Regions from separate parts of the Zea mays genome. Here regions 1 and 2 are each linked to region 3. The links are chromatin contacts, called in public Hi-C maps. All regions are on one chromosome and are shown on one strand. Each heading gives the region's core, a stretch centred on a gene start, on an enhancer-like site or on the middle of the called end of the contact. The rest is flanking DNA. Distances are from core to core; before and after follow the strand shown.

Region 1 (4,399 bases), core at 156-2,655, 310 kb before region 3:
CGCGAGAAATCAACGCAATTACCGCAGGCCACAATTTCTCGGCATAGATTAATTTTTAGCAACATTCCTTTGTTAATAGCGAGAATAAATGGACTCTTGCTATTTCAACTCAGTCACTAGTATGCATACTCAACGACACTGACATGTATTGTCCCTTGCTGACAAGCAACACAGCAATTCGTCTCTTTATTTGACCCATGTTAGCTATGGCAAACACTGATTGTTAGCCCCAGGAATCTAGAGGCTTCATCCCTAATTCACAGCCACAGTCCAGGCTAAGTTGCTACTAGCTACTACAAAACAAAATACATAGACAATAAACTTACCAGGAAGAGATAAACAACAACGGAGACAACAAAATTCTGGAAAACTAATCAACCATAAGAGTGACATGAAAGCAACACATGCGACGCGGCGGGACGGGAGTGTGCGGCGGCGGAGGACTTATTACCTGTGTAGTTGAGGGCGCTGTAGTTCTCCAGCAGCACCATCTCGCCGTGGAAGTCGACAATCTCCTTGCGCACCCGCATGAGCTCCTCCTTGGACTCCCGCCCGGCCGCCCTGGCCACCCGGTCCTGCAGCTCCTGCTCCACTCAGCCACGGCCAAGCAACCCGATCAGATCAAAGAACGCGAAAATCATTAGGGAAACAAGGGGAGGAAGGAGGGCGGATAGGGCGAGCAGGCACCTTCTGACGGATGATGTACTCCTCCTCTTTCTCGACGAAAAAAGAGTTGAATTTGTCGAGCTCAGCCTCCAGGAGCTGCATGAACTCCGCCTCCTCTGGCGTCATTGCCGCCGCGGCCGCGGCCGCGTCAGCCTCCCCGGAGTCGTCGCGGCGGGCCCGCTTCGGCTGCCGCTCAGCCCCGTTCCCGGCGCCGATGAGCTTGAGGCGCTTCTTGAGATCCTTGTAGGACAGGAACTTGTCGCGCCACTCCGGGAGCGTCTCCACGATCTGTCCGCTCAGGCTCTTGCCGAACTTCATCGCCGCCGCCGCCTCCTCCTAGCCGCAGTAAAGAAATGAGATTCGCGGAGGGGGAGTGGATGAGTGGTGGGGTGAACGGATTGCGCCGGTGATCGTCGCGGTGGCGGGCGGCTGATGGGGTGGTGAAATAGAGGGGAAGGGAAAGGGGGGAGACGAACGGACGGACGGAAGGATATGCGGGGCGGGGGAGGTGGGAAGCGGCGAATATTCGCGTGGAAGGATATTATTGTTGCGGTGCGTGCGCGACGCGAGTTTTATTCCTCGCCCTCTCACTCGCCGCCGAAAAGGCCACTTCGATGGAAGACGCCGACGTGAGGTGGACGGAAGCGGAGACGGGGAAGACAGGGACCCGGGGGCCGGGGCCGGGTGGGGGTGGTCTGGTGGGGCGTTCGGCTTCGGCCGTGGAGCTATGCGGCAAAACTGGCACGTGTAGTCGGGCACGCAGCACAGCTGCACAGGACGGGGGCTTGCTTGGTGAGCTGACACGATCACGTACCCACATGGAAGAAGGTTGCCACTGGCACCGTGGCTGTGTAGTTGCTGGTTTTGTCCAAGTGCTGGCGTAGTGGCGTTTGGTTGACATCCGCCGACGGGATGCCAGGGATGAGCTACTTTTCACGAGATAGAATACATGAATTTCAGACTAGTTTGAAAACTCTATCTTTTCAAAAGATTCCTATTTTAACAATAGAAAATAAACTATTTTTTTGGCGAAATAAAAATCCCTTAGAAAAATGAGCTTACCAAACTAGCCCTTTAAAAAGTTCTCTTAGAAACTCGCTTATTTTTATAAGGAAGAAAATATAGGAAACGCTCATATTTCAAGAGTTAGACTATCTCCAACCGCTTACTCATCCACATACACATATTTAAACTTCACTTTTCAAACAGTGCAGTCTATAATGTAGAACGGTGTCTTGGGTGATCATATGAGTGGACTGCTGGACATGGTCTTAGTCTAATGGAGTTCAATTTAAAGACATCAAGCATTTGATTTGGGGATATGAAGGACAAGAACAAAGTTATTGGTGGGAGGTTTATTCGCTCACCGTGGCAAGTTAGCCAGCGAACCAAGATCTTTGTAGGTCTTCAATAAGTCTTCTAATATCTTGTTTTGACGTGTTGATCTTCTTGATCGCCATGTTGCCTTCACCCAAGTTCATGATGTATCCTTTGAACTATATTCATAAACACTAACAAACAACATTAGTTCAAATGGTTATGTTGATCACTAAACACCAAAAATCGTTAATCAAATGGGTCGAGGTCCGCTTTCCTTGTAACAAGCTCTACCAGTTACTACTCTTTTGACACTATCTGTCATAATGATGATTACTATTGTGCCACCTACACCGACAATGCCAACCAATTAGACAAGGGGCTCCACCCCCAAATGGTTGTTGTACCTTTAGCGCAAGAGTTGACACCTTCTGCAACATGTTGCCAGGACCGATTAGATGCCTCGTCAGACTCCCTCCCCCGTAGATCTCTCTTGTTCCACCAGCTGGCCAGTCAACGCTAGAGACAGGGCTCATCCTTTGTGGATACATGACTTCTTCCTCGCTAGAGACAGGACACTCTCCTAATATAGTTTGAGCTCAGGCCTCACCATTTAGTACCTGGCACAACTATTTATTTTCCTTCTTAGGACCCTTAGGTTTTGTCACTGTTGGTGCTTGATGCCAAAGAGGAAGAGGGGAGTATGTGTTAGGGGGAGAGGTCCAAGAGAGGGTAGTATGTAGATAGGAAGAATGCTATTGATAGGGCGAATGAGAGATACACATGAGTTTGATTTGTCATGTGCTTTATGTGTGATACTCTCATATGCACTCTCTTTCACATGCTCATGCATTGTATTATACACCTTATAATGTTGCACATGCATGATATGTGTGTGTGATGATGTGACATAACTTGTTTCTACTCCATCTTAAAATATGTCACATATGCTTGTTTATGTTTCTTCATTTCAGATATATTTCAAACAAGCTTACTCCTTCATGTACATGAGTTTAGCTTTATTATTACATGTTACATGCTTATGGACTTTAACTATGTGAACTTACAACTAACATTGTTGGGACGAAGGCCAAACCAGACCCCGGTCATCCCCTTAGGTAAGCACACCCGAACCCAAACTAATCGTCTGTGAGCATAGTGTTCGAATGCATCCAAAGACTTGGATCATCTTGTACGATCGACCAGCGACGGTCCTGACAAATTAGGGGCCCGAGGCCAGATTTAATACAGGGGCCTTACAATAATAATATATAATACATATTGGTAATAAACTTTAAAAAATACATAAAAATTATTCATCGTAAGAAAAAAATACAAATATGTGATAACCTTAAAATTGTCTTCTAACATGTTTCGAAGCGAAGTCATTGATGATAGCATCGGTACCAATTTCATCTAATAATATTTTCTCGATGCATAAAACAGCCAAACCATTTAGTCTTTCTTGAGACATTTTGGACCTCAAATAATTCTTAATTGAAGTTATCGCTTAGTTACAAGAATAAACTTAAAGAATTATTACCGATTATGGGGCACCAATGAGCAAAGCGATAACGAGACATATTAAACCGATGTATTACAAATGACCTGCTGTAAAATTCTCAAAACAATCCATTTAAATATCTAAACAATAGTCTAATTGATACATGTACTAATCTGTGTTGACGATTTAATTGATACATGTACTAATATGGTGTTAGGGGTGGGGCCCTATCATTCCGGGGGCCCGGGGCGACCGCCCCGCGCGCCCCCCTCAGGGCCGTCGCTGCGATCGACGCAACCTTTGTCTCTATAGAGGCCTTTGCCTACCCATGGAGTTGTCTAGGCGAAAGCAGGGCACCACGGGGGCTCAGCGCCTCGAACACAAAGGACCCTCTCAAGGGCTTGTCACCCCTGGCCAGCTAAGGCGCCTTTCAGGCAAAGTGAAGCCTACGAGTTCATGCGAGGACTCCCGACTCACCAGCCAGCAACGACGAAGGCTATGGGCTACTTCAATGGCGTCAAGACCTAGATTCTCGGGTGAAGGCCCCACGATGGCGGGCATGAATCAGTCCTAGAGGATGTAGTGGGCTACATAGCATAGTCCACTATCTAGACCCTATGGCGGGTAGATATCTTGGTGTAACCACGCGAGAGAGGGTATTATACTGTAATTATCCTATTGAATAGCATATTCCGAGAATGTAGCAGGTAACTAGGGGTACAAATGTATTTAGTCTCATGTTCCCACCTGGTTGCCCTATAAATACCCTCGTCCCGGTCATGACACGGACATGCTTGACAAGACATCCAAGCTTCCATGCCAACTGTTTTGTCACACACTGTTGCTCCTACCTACTCTCGAGTGCTAGGACCCACTTGTAAAGTCCCAACTGTAATGAAAATGGTCCCTAAC
Region 2 (4,332 bases), core at 843-3,342, 260 kb after region 3:
AAAACAGGTAGTATCTGGTAACGCCTATTTACTACAAACATTACAAGGCAAGGATTTACCCAAAGCTTTGAATGGACGTTTCCTCAAGCAGTACCATCCTAGTATGTGGCAAGATGCTTAAGAAAACTGATATGATCACATCGAGTTAAGATGCTTTTGGCTTGCCCAGCTCCACCAAAAGGCAGGGGGCATATGTTTGGTACTGAAATGAGCGTGCAGACGGTCCGGCCCTGAGGCCGGACAGTCCGCGGTCCGGACAGTCCGCGCCTGTGGGCCGGACGGTCCGCGCGTGTGCAAAACAGATTAGGGTTCTGAGTTTTGTGCTACGGTTATTAGCTAGATTCGCAGAATTAACTCGGAATCAGTTGTGTAAAGGGTCCAGCCCCCCTCCTCTATAAATAGAGAGGTCTACGACCGATTTGTAATAATCATCAATCGAATCAAAACACTTCTATTTCGCATTTATTTCCTAGGAGTTGTTCTAGTTTAGTTCTAGTTTAGCCTTCCGATCCCCAAATTCTCTGCCTCTCTTCGACTCTACGCCGATTAGAGAAGTCTAGGTCGGCCGGCCCGAGCCTAGACAACTCCTAGGATATCTCCTCCCGACGGGGTCCCTCCCAGGAGCGAGATCCAGGCGCCGCCGGCGATCTTCCGCCGCCCCTGCGCACGTGCGGACCGTCCGGCCCCAGGGCGCGGACCGTCCGGCCGTCAGGCAGGAGCCCTAGCCTCGCACCAGGCCATAGACCGTCCGACCCTGCGCGCGGACCGTCCGCCCCTGTGCAGAGAGCACCGCCGCGCCTCGCACCAGGCCGCGGACCGTCCGCTCCTGTGTAGAGGGCACCGCCACGGTTCTTATTGGGTGTTTGGCCCTCAAAAAGGCGTCAACAACTTGGTTATGCATGCTTATGAGATATAGGTACTTAGTGGAATTGCCACATAACATTACCAAGTTCATATCTAAGTATTGCCTACATGTGTAGCTGTTGTTGGATATTCTGCATCGAGCGACAGTGCATGGGTTAGCGCGGCAGTGTCGAACAGTTTTTTAACAACACTTTTGAGTTTTATTTTAAATATACATATTTTGATGTGTCCTTACCGTTGAGTGTTTTTTTATTAGTTCATATCATCTTGTCTCTTATATAAATTGTTATCCTAGATAGTCTTTAAGTTTTCTGCTAAAGTACTAGACTCAGCCTCATATTAAAATAATTCAATATTATCAGACCTAGTTAGCCTCTGCGCGGTAGTGTTGTGCAATTGTCCACAGTGCCACGATGCGGCAGTGCTAGGTGTCAAGCAGCGCTGCCGCTTATAGTTTTGATTGTTTTTATATCTCATTTTTTGCATTCAACTCCTCTAAACAACATCAAAGTCTTTTCACTTTTAGTACGGGAGAAGTATCTTGTACTTCTTTCTTTTCTTCCTCATTCGTAACCTACTTCTCGTTATGTTCAAACAAGGTCCAATCATGTTTATGTTTCATCTCTTACCCATTCTTCTGCTTGTCGTTCATTGATGCAGAGTCCATCAAAGCTTTTGATCCACACTGACAGACTGAAACAAACAATTTCCATCGAATGTAGACCTCCGGCCAAAAGTTTTCTTTCCAAATTGATGAATCATAATCGAGTGAAAATTAGGATTTAAGATAGATCTGTTTAAATCCATACCACTAAAGTTTAGCTAGCTAAGATTTTAAGGCTAAACTTTAGCTGGAGTATTTTGATTCTCTATAGGATAGACTCAGGTAAACTTTAGCTCGATTAAAATGGCTGTTCACACCAATATATGAATTCCCTCTTCGAAATTTCTTTATTAGTATTTACATACACGAACTGAACAGGATATTCTATGACTAAAAATAGTTTCTAATAATTCCAATACCAGAACCTATGTAACGCGGCCAGAGGAACCGTCGAATTTTCTGGGACGCGAAGCCAAGTATTTTTCGAAATGCCTCGTCCCGGCCACTCAGCATCATCATGTCAAGTGGCAGCATGGGCAGGTAACGAACGCCTCTGCCTCAGCTGAATCCTCCCTCCGGCTCCTAGTAGATTCCTAACCCCCTCCCCCAATCCCAGCCTGACACCGGTCCACGGCAGAATCCCATTCCGATTCCTCCCTCCCCGTCCCGTCTCCCCTCTCGCCCTAGGGGCCGGGGGGTTAGGGTTCGCTTCACCGCCGGCCTCTCCCTCCGACGCGGCACCGGCCCCCGCGCACCGGGCCCGGATGCTATGCTGCTGAGCTGCAGGACCCTCTCCACCTGGGTGCGCCGCCTCGTCGCTTGCATGGGGTGCGTCGTGCGTGCCTGCGCCCCGCCGCCCTGCCCTCCCCCATCCCATCCTCTCGTGATCCTCCGGCACACGTCACGGTGTAGTAGTGGCCGCGAGGCTCGTGGGGATTGGGATCCCCGCTTGCGGTAGCGAGGTCCTAGACTTCTATAGCTTCTGTTCGTGGCCCATATATGCTCGCTGCTCCCTGATTCAGACTGCGCTGTTTTCGATATTTTAGAGTGGCTATAATGATTCTGATTGGTAGGCTGGTTTCGTTTATCCATTTGGTCTCACTTTTCCTGTTGAGTCGAGCCAGTTGAGTCCGTCGCGTTCGTTGTAGTATCTTCCTGTTGTTTATTTAATCTGCCTGGTCTATTTCCGGTATAAAATAGATGCATTTTAGTCTGACTTTGGTACTAGGCCTCTGTTTGGAAAATGTTCAGTCTTTAGCTGCTGAGTTCACTGAGTGATAGTTGCTCGATATTTTACTGCAACCATCTATCCGGTCACCATCTATCGGGTCAGAAATGGTCATAACTTTGGCCTTTTCTCTTCTGTAATTTGTAATACGAGATAGAGTGCATCACAGCTTATCTGGGATCTTGAATACTGGTGCTAATCAGTCACTGGTCGATCCTGGTTTGCTACAGAGCAGAGGTTGCTTTGGATGCTGTGCTAAGCCAACTCCAATAATAGCAGTAGACGAGCCTTCCAAGCGGTTGAGGATCCAGGGGCGATCAGTAAGGAAGGCTAGCCTCTCGGAGGACTTTTGGAGCACGAGTGCGCATGAGATGGAGAACAGCGGGATCCAATCGCAGAGGAGCATGTCTTCGATCAGCACGTTGGCTCAGTCCAGCGATCAGCATACGGCAGGAAGTAGCAGCAACCCGAATGAGTTTATGAATCAAGGTGAATTCATCCATTTCGTTTCCTCTTTGCCTTATTGATCCATCCTGTTAGTGCCATATACTGTCAAATAGTTAAGTCTCTTACTGATTATTGTAGCTCCATCATGGATGTGAACGGAAACCTGAGTTTAAATGTCCAATGTTTGTGGCCTTGAATATATAGTGGTTGAGATTCTAACTTCTCAGTAAAAATTACAAACTATGATTGAGATAAGGTCTTTGCTTTATGTTCTAATCCTTATCAGTCTCAAGGTTGACATTCGATAATTATGCATACGAATTTGTGGAAAGCCAATGACGTAAACCACCAATTCAGGAAAAGCCTGTATCTTGTTGAAGACTTGAAGTACACTTCTCTGTTCTAGATGTCTTAATGTTCAAATCCTGAACAGTTTCAAATTTGGCCTGGGACGATTCTCAGATTCTGCAAATGCATCTGTGGGAACATGTTTATGTAAATCAGCAAAAACATCAATGGTGTCGGCATGATACACTTACAATATAGTTCATAGACAGCTGAGTGACAATAAATCCACAACTACAATGATCTAGCAAGATTCCTTAAAAATATTGATGACTAAACCAATCTGTAGTGTTTTCTTTTCAAAAAAGAAGAGGGAACTCTACTTTGTAGCATGCTAAGTGTGCCATTAGTAAGTGGTGAATGTTTTTCATTTATTCTCGTTCTTTGTACATCTTATTTGAATTTCCATACTGCCTATTTTTCAGGTCTTATGCTCTGGAACCAGACCAGACAACAGTGGGTTGGAAGCAAAAAACGCCACTCTAGATCTCAACAGCCTCGAGAACCAAAGTTGAGGTGAATATTTTGTGATTTTCTTCTATCACACCTTAACGAGTGCGTTCCCTTAAGTTTTCTATTGTGAACCAAAATAACATTATGTTATTTGATTTCCTCCATAATCTGCAATTTTCTTTTAATGGTGTACAGTTGGAACACAACGTATGAAAGTCTGCTAGGAAGCAATAAGCCATTCTCCCAACCGATACCTCTTGGCGTAAGATCATATGCTTTACTACTTGTCTTCTTTGTCTTAAAGCTTTCTTAAGCTGAACTTGTACTCGCAGGAAATGGTAGATTTGCTTGTGGACGCTTGGGAGCAAGAAGGCCTTTATGATTAGGCCTG
Region 3 (4,245 bases), core at 1,305-3,804:
CTCTTGTGGCCCTTCTCCCTTGAGCATGGTGAACCTCCCAAGCTCTCCTTCTAGGAGCTCCATCTTGATGATCTTGGTGAACTTGTCACCTTTGTGCACTGTCATATCTTGGCCCCTAAGATGGTGATTTCCTGGCCCAAGGCTTAATAGAATTAATAGTGTAATCATACCAACAAGGTGCATCTTCTTTTTCGGAAGCCTGTCTCAAAAGAACCTCCGAGTTAAGCGTGCTTGGCTTGGAGCAATTTGGGATGGGTGATCGACCAGAAAGTTTTCTCAGGTGCGCATGAGTGAGGACAAAGTGCGCACAAAAGACTTGTGTTGGTCTGTGGGGACAATATATGATCCTAGAGAGCTGCCAAGAGTAAGTACCGCCAGTCCAGGGATTGGACGGGGTGTTACAAGTGGTATCAGAGCCGACCCTTGAGGTTTCACGGGCGTGTGTTGGCTAGGGGGTTCGGGTATATGGCGCATGGAGCATGTGGGTCCGGAGTGGTCACATGACATGGCATATGACGATACTAGACACACAGACGTGGCTAAGAGGGGAGGTTCCTGGATTGGGGTTGACCGACGAGGACGTCAGTCTTCTAAGGGGGTGGATTGTCATATCTTGGCCCCTGGGATGGTGATTTCCTAGCCCAAGGCTTAATAGAATTAATAGTGTAATCATACCAACAAGGTGCATCTTCTTTTTCAGAAGCCTGTCTCGAAAGAACCTCCAAGTTAAGCGTGCTTGGCTTGGAGCAATTTGGGATGGGTGACCGACCGGGAAGTTTTCTCGGGTGCGCATGAGTGAGGACAAAGTGCGCACAAAAGACTTGTGTTGGTCTGTGGGGACAATATATGATCGTAGAGAGCTGCCAGGAGTAAGTACCGTCGGTCCAGGGATTGGACGGGGTGTTACATGCACCGTTTTGAGTGTGTCCCAAATCTCCTTGACACTTTCTAACCCGTTCACCTTGTTGTAGTCCTCCCTACACAAATAAGCAAGAAGTATTGTGGTGGCTTGCGAGTTGTAGTGGATGATTTGCTCCGCTTCCAATCCCTAAGCAAGAGTGCTAAGATTTGATCTGTATCGAAGTCAGTATCTGATCTGTATTTTTATCTATATACTAAAAATTGGATATTTAGGATGTCGATATCCATTTAAATCTCTTGATAAATTTACTTAGGGAAAGCCCATACAATATTTTTTATTAGATAAAAGGGTAGATTATGTACATCTTCTTGCGAAGGTTACATCAACGAATTTACATGTGGGGGGGGGGGGGTTCTGCATTGTTTTGTAGCTAGGTCCTGGTAGAGGCCGCTACATAACATAGTAGTGTCATCTCCTCATTAACCATGTTTCTACGGTTTGGTACATTATGTGGAATGTTTTCGAACATCCAACATTTCTACACTTCTAGATGCACCATGACATTACTACAATGATTTCTAGGCTCCAAGAGATATTTAGGCCTTGTTCGGTTAATCCTGTTACCCATGGATTGGATGAGATTGAGAAAATTTAAGAAGAAGTTTGACTTGTTTGAGATTTAAACTCATCCAATCTCACTCAATCCAAATGGATTGAGAGCTAACCGAACAAGCCCTTAGTTGGCTACGCATGTCAGTGATTGTTGCATTATATCAAAGGTGTGTTGTGGAAATATATATCTATTGTCATATCTATTTAAATCTTATCTGATATAATTTGATAATATTCGTATCTGATTCAAATTCGGAGAGGAAATATGGAATCAAATATGAAACAAATAATATGTGTGTGTATCAATCCCATTACATCCCAAATTCTTTCCGTCGTCTGTAACCAAAGTCAAAATACAGTAGGCATTAGTGAAAAGAGCTGACACGCTGCGGTCCACGTGTCTACAGCCCAATAAAAGCCCAAATAAAAAGATGGTCCAGTAGGTTAGATCCAAATATAATTTTTGAAGAAAGAAAAACAAAAGCCCAAGATTGTCGTTGGTGCCATTTGGGCCCGCGGGGTCATTTCTGTTGCCTGTTGTTGTGGCCGACGATTCGAGTTCATCGTCTTTGCACTGCACGATCTTTTGTCTGCTTCTTTGCTCTGATTTTGAATCTAACTTCTTCCCAGATCTCGTATGGCTGCCTGTGTCTGCGACTTCATGTGATCATTTCGAATGGCCTCCCCCATCGACAGTGCGATGGATAGTGTGAGCATCTTTGGACTTCGATGACCAGACGCTGACGCACTGACAGAGTCACAGTTCATTGCGCACTGGACTCTCCCAGATCTGCTCTGATTCCTCATCAGTCTCAGGGCTTCAGCCAATCGTCTGCTAATTAATTTCCTTCCTGTTGGCATGTTCCATCCCGAATTAATCCCCACTTAATTTCTCCGCACATTCTCTAACTCTGAATCATTTCCAAATCAGCCAGTCTTAATTTCTTGCTACGCTTGGTGATTTTTTTTTTTTTGTTGGCATCACGCGCATCCACTTTGACGAAAGCTGGTAGAGTGACAGGTCTCTGTCTCTCACCTATTGGCACATCGTTTCCTCCGTTCTGGAACTGGAAGTTGGAAGGTGAAGTTATCTTGGACAACAGCAGCACAAGCGAGCTGTGGAGGAGGTGGAGGTGCAGCCATGGCGCACCTGCTGCTGCACGGCACTCTGGATGCGACCATCCTGGAGGCCGACCACCTCACCAACCCCACCCGGGCCACCGGCGGCGCCCCCGGGATCTTCCGCAAGGTAAATCAGTCCAAGATCGACCCATATCTTTTCTTCATCGCAAATGCTAGCAGTAGCTTCCATGCTTTGCTTCGTCCCGATTCAAGATTCTTGTACTTACTTCGTCTGATTCGTTCGCGCCGCGCCTGCAGTTCGTGGAGGGGTTCGAGGACTCACTCGGGCTCGGCCAGGGCTCCACGCGGCTGTACGCGACGGTGGACCTCGGCCGTGCGCGCGTGGGCCGGACGCGGGTCATCACCGGCGACCCCGTGAACCCGCGCTGGTACGAGGTGTTCCACATCTACTGCGCCCACTTCGCCTCCGACGTCGTGTTCTCCGTCAAGGCCGCGCAGCCCATCGGCGCCACGCTCATCGGCCGCGCCTACCTCCCCGTCCGGGACCTCATCGCTGGCCAGGAGATCGAGCGGTCGCTCGACATCCTCGACGCCAGCAAGAAGCGGCTCCCGCACGGGCCCAAGATACGCGTGCGCCTGCGGTTCCAGGACGTGTCCGCCGACCCCCGCGGGTGGGGCCGGGGCGTCGGCGGCGCGCGGTACCCTGGCGTGCCGTACACCTTCTTCTCGCAGCGGCCCGGGTGCAGGGTCACGCTATACCAGGACGCGCACACGCCCGACGCGTTCGCGCCCAGGATCCCGCTCGCCGGAGGCCGCCTCTACCAGCCGGGCAGGTGCTGGGAGGACGTGTTCGACGCCATCAGCAACGCGCGCCACCTCATCTACATCACCGGATGGTCGGTGTACACTGAGATCACGCTGTTGAGGGACGGCAGCCGGCCGCGCCCCGGCGGCGAAGCCACTCTCGGCGAGCTCCTGAAGCGCAAGGCGAGCGAAGGAGTGCGGGTGCTCATGCTGGTGTGGGACGACCGCACCTCCGTCGAGTCCCTCGGGATGAAATGGGGGTTCATGAGCACGCACGACGCCGAGACGGCGGAGTACTTCCGCGGCAGCGGCGTGCACTGCGTGCTCTGCCCCCGCAACCCCGACGCCGGCAGCAGCGCCGTCATGGGCGCGCAGATCGCCTACATGATCACGCACCACCAGAAGATCGTCGTGGTCGACCACGAAATGCCGGCGAAGCGCAGCGACCGCCGCCGCATCCTCAGCTTCGTCGGCGGCCTTGACCTCTGCGACGGCCGCTACGACACGCAGTTCCACTCCCTGTTCCGGACTCTGGATACAGCGCACCACAAGGATTTCCACCAGCCCAACCTCGCCGGTGCGTCCATTGACAACGGCGGGCCGAGGGAGCCATGGCACGACATCCACTCCAAGATCGAAGGCCCAGCCGCATGGGACGTGCTCTACAACTTCGAACAGCGGTGGAGGAAGCAAGGGGGCGGCATTGATCTCCTCGTCAACCTCAAAGCTATGGCGGACCTGATCATACCGCCGTCGCCAGTGATGTTCCCGGAAGACCAAGATTCATGGAACGTGCAGCTATTCCGCTCCATCGATGGCGGCGCGTGTTTTGGCTTCCCTAGCACCCCAGAGGCCGCAGCTCAATCTGGCCTTGTCAGTGGCAA

The links. A called contact is a pair of places that touch in the nucleus more often than the background predicts.
Region 1: a contact with region 3 is called in a Hi-C map of leaf, with 7 times the contacts expected there. The contact joins the promoter of LOC103638683 here to the promoter of LOC100279815 in region 3. A contact is called at or near these places in 2 of 25 Hi-C or Micro-C datasets (endosperm and leaf).
Region 2: a Hi-C map of leaf shows a contact between it and region 3, with 3 times the contacts expected there. The contact joins the promoter of LOC100277310 here to the promoter of LOC100279815 in region 3. A contact is called at or near these places in 6 of 25 Hi-C or Micro-C datasets (bundle sheath, ear, endosperm and 2 more).

What each region holds. Positions count from the first base shown.
Region 1 is chr9:94,729,364-94,733,762 of Zm-B73-REFERENCE-NAM-5.0, forward strand. LOC103638683 (SPX domain-containing protein 1) reads right to left here and starts at 1,406. Exons shown (of 3, transcript XM_020544011.3): 1 at 688-1,406; 2 at 452-584. The coding sequence starts at 984.
Region 2 is chr9:95,299,960-95,304,291 of Zm-B73-REFERENCE-NAM-5.0, forward strand. It overlaps LOC100277310, which reads left to right and starts at 2,093. Exons shown (of 5, transcript NM_001407256.1): 1 at 2,093-2,296; 2 at 2,932-3,185; 3 at 3,914-4,004; 4 at 4,137-4,203; 5 at 4,274-4,332. The coding sequence starts at 2,238. The coding sequence ends at 4,327.
Region 3 is chr9:95,036,254-95,040,498 of Zm-B73-REFERENCE-NAM-5.0, forward strand. It overlaps LOC100279815 (phospholipase D family protein), which reads left to right and starts at 2,555. Exons shown (of 3, transcript NM_001152770.1): 1 at 2,555-2,723; 2 at 2,855-4,245. The coding sequence starts at 2,616.